2 separate regions of the Mus musculus genome follow, and region 1 is linked to region 2. The links are chromatin contacts, called in public Micro-C maps. All regions are on one chromosome and are shown on one strand. The core of a region is the stretch at or near the end of the contact, and the rest is flanking DNA. Distances in the headings are between cores, read along the strand shown.

What was found. A called contact is a pair of places that touch in the nucleus more often than the background predicts.
Region 1: a Micro-C map of muscle stem cells shows a contact between it and region 2, with 5 times the contacts expected there. The contact joins two enhancer-like sites. A contact is called at or near these places in 33 of 484 Hi-C or Micro-C datasets (the C2C12 cell line, the C3H10T1/2 cell line, the HL-1 cell line and 20 more).

Annotation. Positions count from the first base shown.
Region 1 is chr4:120,223,271-120,227,089 of GRCm38.p6, reverse strand. All of the region lies in intron 1 of Gm36134 (a long non-coding RNA gene), which reads left to right. Among named protein-coding and RNA genes, the nearest start is that of Gm36013, 34 kb to the right of the region's middle. Within about 2 kb of position 1,724, at least 63 of the 459 cell types and tissues checked have an H3K27ac peak or open chromatin away from gene starts, as enhancers often do. A contact at or near this core is called in the C2C12 cell line, cerebellum, cerebral cortex and 1 more, where this site is marked.
Region 2 is chr4:120,127,431-120,131,424 of GRCm38.p6, reverse strand. It overlaps Hivep3 (human immunodeficiency virus type I enhancer binding protein 3), which reads right to left. Exons shown (of 9, transcript NM_010657.3): 7 at 3,063-3,149. Among named protein-coding and RNA genes, the nearest start is that of Edn2, 32 kb to the left of the region's middle. Within about 2 kb of position 1,719, at least 44 of the 459 cell types and tissues checked have an H3K27ac peak or open chromatin away from gene starts, as enhancers often do. A contact at or near this core is called in the C2C12 cell line, cerebellum, cerebral cortex and 1 more, where this site is marked.

The sequences.
Region 1 (3,819 bases), core at 475-2,974, 96 kb before region 2:
AGTCACTGAACCCTGAGTTTGAACTAGGTGTATCTCGGGCACTTTGGAATAAGTTTGTGCAGAACAGGGAGGCCTAATTTTGTCACAGCAAATTTAAGGTAGAATATTCAGGCACAAAAGGCAGGTGGAAAAGAGTCTGAGAGGGTAGAGGATGGAGCTGGCTGGAGCTGGCTGGAGCTGGCTGGAGCTGGCTGGAGCTGGTTGGTGCTGGCTGGAGCTGGCTGGAGCTGGCTGGAGCAGGCTGGAGCTGGCTGGAGCTGGCCGGAGCTGGAGTAGCTGAGGGAGGATTTTTGGGTTATCTACAGAGGGGGACACATTTACTGACGGAGTGAGGAGACAAAGAGAGGGAGTGGAGAGGGAAGCATGGATCTCAGGGCTGGGAGTCGCATGGGTTCCACAGAAGTGGGCTGTTTTGTTTGTCTCATGCTTGGATCTTTGAAGTGGGTGGGAAACTTTGGGGAGCCAGGGTGGGTCCCAAAGACTCTGGCTATATAGAGGCTTCTCGACCTCCTGACTGGACAGGAAGGAAGTACCCTGCTTGGCATGTGTCAACATTGAAGGCCAGTTTCCAGAGGGCAGAATGGAAGTCAGTGGTCTGAGGGCGAGGGGGATGGGCGTTGAGAAGGTACAGCTAGGCAGAGTGCAGAGGCTGAGGGACTGCAGGTGGAGTGGAGACTTCTGGGACAGCAGTGCTTGACCTAAGTAAGGATCGAAACCCCTTTGGTGGGGGAGTTGAAAACTTAGACATTTACATTGTAACTCATACAGTAACAAAGTTACAGTTATGAAGTAGGAACAAATATAATTTTATGGCTGGAGGGTCACCACAGCATGAGGATATTAAAGGGTTGCAGCATTAGGAAGGCTGAGAAGCACTGCTCTGGGGTGAGGCCAGGCTGGGGCTGAGGTATGATGCGGGGGTGAGGAGATGTCTGTGGAGGACAGGCATGGGAGATACACAAAGGGCCTGTGGCTACTTCTCATGATTATTCCTACCCTAAACTACCCAGAGAAGGGCCTGAAAGAGCTGTAATCACGGTGTTGCTGTTAATGTTGTTGTCGTTGTTCCTTCTCCGAGCTTGTGAGTGCTGGTAAGGCCCCAGACCTGCTTTCCTCACTAATGCCAGAATGGAGGCCTAACCCACTGAATTCCTGTTTGCTGTGTGACCAGGGCAAACCCCTTGACCTCTCTGAGTTACTCTCTTCACTTGTAAAGTTCCTAAGAGGAATAGCTCCTTGGTTCAGATGCTTCTGTTGCTGAAGCCACCGTGTTGTCACCTTCTGAAAAGAGACAGTGTGGGTAATGGCTTTGGCTGGGGACAAGCATGAGTAGATTGTGCCCAACCTCAAGCTCCAACTCTGGCCTTGTCTCCTTTGTGCCCAGGTCCAGTACCAGGGGCAAGCCTTGTAGCTCTGCTCCTTGTGGGGTGAAGCTTGGTCGCCCTCTTGTGGCCACACCTGTTCTCACATGCTTCCTTGGGGGTGACTTCAGTTCCCCAATGCAGAGGGACACTTAACCTCTTACCCATTCCTGATCCTCAATGGCACAGAAGAGACATCAGAGGTTAGACAGACCTTTGGCTGTGCCTGGGGGGATAAGAGGTAGAGGCTCTCTGTTTATTCCTTCCTCTCCCCTCTCCTCAGGTTATCCTCCCCGAGGCTTCTCTTTCTGGCAAGGCACCTCAGGGCCGCCTTGGACCCAGCTTGCCCACTAGCTTTGTGGGTAGGCCCAGGAAATGAGCGGCTGGTGTGAGTAGGCGTTTGGCAGCACTGCCAGGCTCAGACTCTGCTGGGCTGCCGGCTGCCAGCTGGCAACTGGCAACTCTGCCACCCAGGTGGCCAGGGTCAGGCCTAGAGGTTGCCCCCTGCAGCCTCATACCTGGGAATCTGGGGCCTACATACCCTCCCTCCCAGAGATGTGTGTGTGTGTGTGTGTGTGTGTGTGTGTGTGTGTGTGTGTATCTGTACCTCATGTGACCACATGCTACTCTTCTGCAGGGGCTCCTGCTTCATCCATTCATTAATCAAACATAATTAGCATCCTTCCTATTAACAAGATGGTCACCGAAGAGCACCGGAACAGAGAAAGAATGTAGAATGGGTGCCCAGGGTATCACTGGCGCTCATAAGAACCAGCAGTAGGTTATCAGAGGCTTGTGGCATTTAAATGTTGTTTGAACAGGATGCAGAAGTTGTCAGGCCGAGCAAGTAGCGAATGGTGTAGGCTCTGTGCTGCCCCTCAGGTTCCTGAGGGCCGCTAGCCACTTACAGAGGAAGCGCCCAGAGAGGTATGTAACTCAGCCACAGCTACACAGTAACTAAATGACCCATGAGGGTCATTTAGACCCAGGCCTGATGCTACCATTTTAAACGGTTCTGTTCCTTTGGTCTCAGTGAAGTGAGGAGGCCAAGGCTCTATAGCTTTGAGGCCAGCTTACAAAGGGCAAGAAGTGGTTCAGTCTGGCCAGCATGGGATTCTGGAAAGTTCTCCTCGACCAACCCTTGGTAAGGCATGTGTTTTATGTGTGTACTCATATGTGTGTCTATGTGTGCAGCATATGGTATGTGTATGTGTGTTATTTCATGTATTTAGTGGCACGTGCATTTGTGTGTACATATATATGTGAACTGGTGTGTGTGTGTGTATGTGTGTATCTGCATATATGTATTTGTGTGTTTGTGATGTTTCTGGTAGAGGCAGGGGATATCCCAGCTAGTGAGACTGATAATGAGGACTCAGCAGTGGTCCTGAGTGATGGTGGTGGTATTCTAGCCTCAGGGGGCTGTTAGTTGAGGGGTAATGAATTCAGAGTTTGGCCAGGGCATGGGCTGGAGGTGCAGGGTGGGTGCAAGGTGAACGGGAGGTAGCATGTGGTGGACCTGGTGTGGGATATGGTCTCTAAGGTGGGAGAGAAGAATTGCCAGAGAGGCCAGGGAGTTCAGCCTTGGACTGGCACCGGCAGGGCTGCTACACACTGGGTGTTCCATGTCGCTCACTCAGAGTGACGCACACACACATAAGCATACACACCCAACTTCCCCCAGGGTGCCTGGCTAGCACCCAGCTCAACAGCTGACAGGGAAGGCTCAGGAAAGGCCTGGCAGGCAGTGGCTGCACACTGCTCCACCCAAGCCCCACCCAAACCCTAAGTCACAAGCCCTGGGTCTCGCCTTCAGGCCTGGGCACTTGGTGTCTCTAGGAGACTGGGGGCATGCTGGGTTCCGTCCTATCTACCTCTACCCAGGCTCCCTGGGGAATACCAGATAAACCCCAGGCACGATACCCCTCTTAATAGTGACCTTAAAACACACACTTCCCCCTTCCAGTATTGTGGCCCCTGCCCACAGCCTGGCATCTCTCTTCTAGGTCCCTCCCCACTGCAGAACAGAAAGTCAAGTGGATCCCATCTGTCTTTTAGAGAACTGAGGTCTCTAACCCCCAGCTGGTACCTTGCCTACTGAGTCTGTGAAGAAAGACATCATGAACATTCCTAGGCACACCCTGTCTGACTGCATAGCTTATCCAGGCTCCCTGGAGTCCCAGCTTCCTTACAGGTCCAGTGGGGCTAGACGGCCCCCACATGGCAGATCCAGGTTGGGTCAGTCCCTATGGTGGCCAATGGGTACACTCCTCTGAAGGTGAAGGCCTTCTCTCCTCCTGTCAGGGTTCACCTGTGGTATGGGGTCTCCTGTCAGAGGCTCTCTGGGTCCCCTCCTTCAGGGCCCCTCATTGGCAGGCTGCCAGCTGCTCTTCCAGGCTAATTAAGTTATTTTCAAGCAGATGTGCAGGGTAGATTAGTGAGCACTTGGCTGCAAAGC
Region 2 (3,994 bases), core at 470-2,969:
GGTAACCTTCCCAAGTAAGGCCTAGGGCTTCACTGGGGCAAACAAGATCATCTGCTTTCTGGTTTCTCAGTGTGGGTTTCACCACGAGCCAGCTGTAATGCTGTGCCTCAGTCTCTCCTTTTGTTAAGTGGATGTCTCACTGTATGGCTTTTTCTGAGAGGAAAAAATAATGCAGGCCTGGTACACAGCAAGGGCCCAGATAATTACAGCCACTATGACCCCATTACTGATGGCATCTATCACTCTGGGACAGGGCATGCTGGCTGGTCCAGCAGACAGTCACGGTCAGTTAAAATGCAAACCAGATGCTAACATGACCAGGCTGGCCTACACAGCGGCTCTGGGCAGATGGCAGAGTTTAGCTTCTGTGAGTTGCTGGGCTAGGCTGGCCTCAGTCTTTAGGGCAGGCCTGACCCCTGCCATTCCTGCCCTGTGGAGCACTCTGAACGTCAGCTTCCGGGTCTGGATTCTTATGGAGTGGAGGTTTCCATCAGCTGGTGAGGCTGTGCCACCATCAGCAATGGAGACCGAGGCATCCCTGAAATGGTCAGCTGTCCACAATCTGGGGGATGACCTGGAGAGTTTGTGCTCTGTTGGCCCATCACTAGACTGCTGTGACATGACCAGTTTGAACTGGTTCCAGGTGGCCTAATGTGTCCACTATCCCTATCGCTCGCCCGGGCACCAATATTCCATTTTCTCCTGGTCAGGAAAGATAGTCCCCGAGCCCTGGCTCTCCACCATGCCCAGGAGGGCCAGAAACAGTGATGCTAACACCTCCATGGTCAGGTACCAAAGTGGATAACGTGAACATTCACTAGGAAAGAGAGAGAAAATTGTGTGTAGAGAAGGAGTTGTCAGGCAGAGGGAGGTTCCAAGGGCAGAGTTTGGGCAGATGGGAGCGAAGAGACGAGGCCTCGAGGGGAATGGGTGATGGGAGACATAACAGACAGGGGATGGAGGGAGGGGCAAAGCCCTGCATCAGCTCATTCTGCTGACCTAGGACTTTGGCAGGAGCCCTGACTGCAGGCCTCAGGTTTTACTCAGCCCTGGCCCTCACTCACATAGTGAAACCCAAGCGTGGAGAAGGCCACGGCCTGCCCCACAATCATCCAGCTATCTCCTGGCCTAGTCAGAACTAAGGTTCATAGTCCTCACGTCTCACACTACAGTTCAAAATGGCATTATGCTTTGAGAAGCAGATGCAGCCACGAATCCCCACCCTGCCCTCCTCTTGCTGGGTGACAATGGCTGGTTTATGTCCTTTTGTGTCTGCTACCATCTCCTCTGTCTGTGTCTCCCCCTCCCATAGGCAGGTGGCCAGGGTGGCACTGTTAGCATCTGCACATGAAGGCTGAAGCAGGGTCCTGACTGGGGAGGGAGTTGGGGCCAGCATCTCCTGACATCCATCAAGACAGGCCCCAAAGCCCTTCTTTACTGAGGAGAAAGTGAAGGCCCCCTGTATGAGTCCCAGTGTGGCGGGGATGATGGAAGAAGCCCTCTCCAGACCACACTACTTCAGGCACTCCACATCTGATTCCTGCAGGCATCTAAAGGGTTCCCCTGCCTGCTCAGCACCCCCCCCCCCTTTCCTGATATTCCATATGGGCCTTTTTCTGCCTTTAGTGCTTTCAAATCTAGTGGAAGGCACTGGACAGAACCTTCTGGGTGCAGTTTCTAAGACTGGCCACAGGGTGGCAGTGGCTGACAACCCATTCCTTAGCAGTGTGCTGGAGCTAGGGCATCCTGGCTTGGTGCTCTTCAGGGCAGTTCCTGCTACCAACTCTATGTTTAGGATACCCAGATCCTAATGCCCGTCGCTGGGTCTGCCTTGGTGCATGAAGTAACAACTCCATCCTTCCAGTCTCTTAGGTTACAAAGCTTGGAGCCATCCCTGGCCCTTTCCCTCCCCTCCTCTGCCCTCTATGATGTAGCAGGACCATCTATGGGCTCAGTCTCTGAAAGCATCTGGAATCAGACCACTTCTCACCTGAACTGTGCTCATGTGTCTGGCCTAGATCACATCCCTACACCCCTGCTGGAGTTCTCCGCACACAGGCAGAGGACATATGTATCACTCCCATTATACTCAAGGATAGAGGATAGAGGTCAGCCAAGGCCCCCTGTCTTTCATGGTCCTTCATGGTCCCATGTCTGGGCTTATGTTACAGGGCCCTCGCCAGGACACCATCTATAGTAGCCTGGCATGCATTTTGACAACATGGGGGCCTCACATTATAATTTGTGAAGACAGTGCTTTGAGTGGATTGTTGTAAACATTGGTTTATTCAGTGTTAAAAGAAACATGATCTAACTCTTGTTAGATTGCTTCACAAACAGAAAATAAAAACCACAGCTTTCTCCTTTCTTCTCTGCCCCCCACCCCCCTGACCCACTCCCTTCTTCGTCTTGTCACACTAAGCCCTGACCCTGACTCCTGAGAATCTACAGCTAAGGTTTGTCATTCTATCTGCCGCAGCCCCTCTGGCCTCCCTCCTTACCCGTGTCCCCTGCCTTGTCTGCTATCAGTCTGCCTCTAGCTTGTTTCTGATGCTGGAGGACCATAGTCAGGTTGTAGTGATGTGTCAGGGCCGAGAAGGGATGGACCTACCCGATCTAGCTTTGCCTTTCTCAGTGACACTCGCAGTCCCACAGACCACATTGCAGGTTCCTATCAGAAGAGACTTCTAGTTAAGTGCCTGAAGATCTATCCAGGTCCCACTAAGACAACTCAAGGCACGTGTTTAGACTGTGCTTGGCACACACTGGGTGCGCCGAGTTCCCGTTGGGGCTGGCTTTCTGCTGGAACACTAGGTTATACTGAACTGCACAGTGACTGGCTCTGTGGCACTGGGGAGCATTTTATGAATTTAACATTTGCTGCTTCCCAGTTGTTCAGCAAACTAGAAGGGAGGACATAGAAGGGAAAGATGGTGGGAGGGAGAGAGAGGAAGGGGAACAGTAGTAGAAATGAGGGTGTCTGGAAAGGGGGAAGGTCAGGGGTAAGGGGGAGGGATGTGAAGTGGAGAGGGAGTTAGGGAAAGAGGAGGTTGGTACAGTACCTTCTTCGGCTTCCAGCTCCTCCAGCACCCCCGTCTCTTGGCACTTTTTGCTGTGGGCTTTCGACTTCATGTGCTTAGTCAGATTCCCTGGAAAGAAATGAGAACAGACTCATGGCCTGGTGGTAGGGGGAGGGCAATACACAGCTGCCAGGCCACAGCTCCTTACACAAGTGCCGAGGGCTGGGCAGGGGCCAAGGCCTCCTGTGCTCCAGCATGCAGCCAGACTATGCAACTGTAACTGCTACAGAAGGTCAAACACAGGAGCTGGGGCAGGGAGGGCATGCAGCTGGGGGGGAGGGGGCAGGGTACAGTGAGAACCAGAGATGCTGGTTAAAACACAGAGAAGTTGAAAGACCACTCAGGTGCATTTTTTTTCTTCTGCTTCTGTCTTATGTTTGGGCCCCGGGGCTGGTGGCACACTCAGATAAGATGATTTGCAATCTTAAATGCTGGAGTGACATGGGATTCTCATGACTAATACAGTAGCTGCGGGCTGAGAAGTTCTTCTGACCGAGTATACTACAATCAGGCCAATCCTTAGGGTCTAAGCAGAGAAAGCAGGGCATGGTTCCTTGCAGGAGCAGTGAGGTGAGCAGCAAGGGACATGAGCCCCACAGGCTCTGGGACGCAGGCTGGGACTGTCTTAGGGACAGCCCCCTCTCTGGGGCACAGTGCAGACAGAGGACTAGAGTGCTATGGGAATGGGTTGTCCAAGGCTCTGTGAAGCCCTGAGGTACTGCCCCAAGTTGTAGGCCTGGCCCCATAGGCTGGGGAACTGGAGCGATAGCTTCTGAGGCCAGGGTAACAACAACAGCAACAGTGATGTCAGGTTCTCCATGGTGCACACCTGTGACAGGCTGCAGGGTGAGGAGCTCTGTGGACAGCAGGTTCAGGGAGGAGAGGCTAAGCTCCCTGTCCTGTCCCCAGAGAAC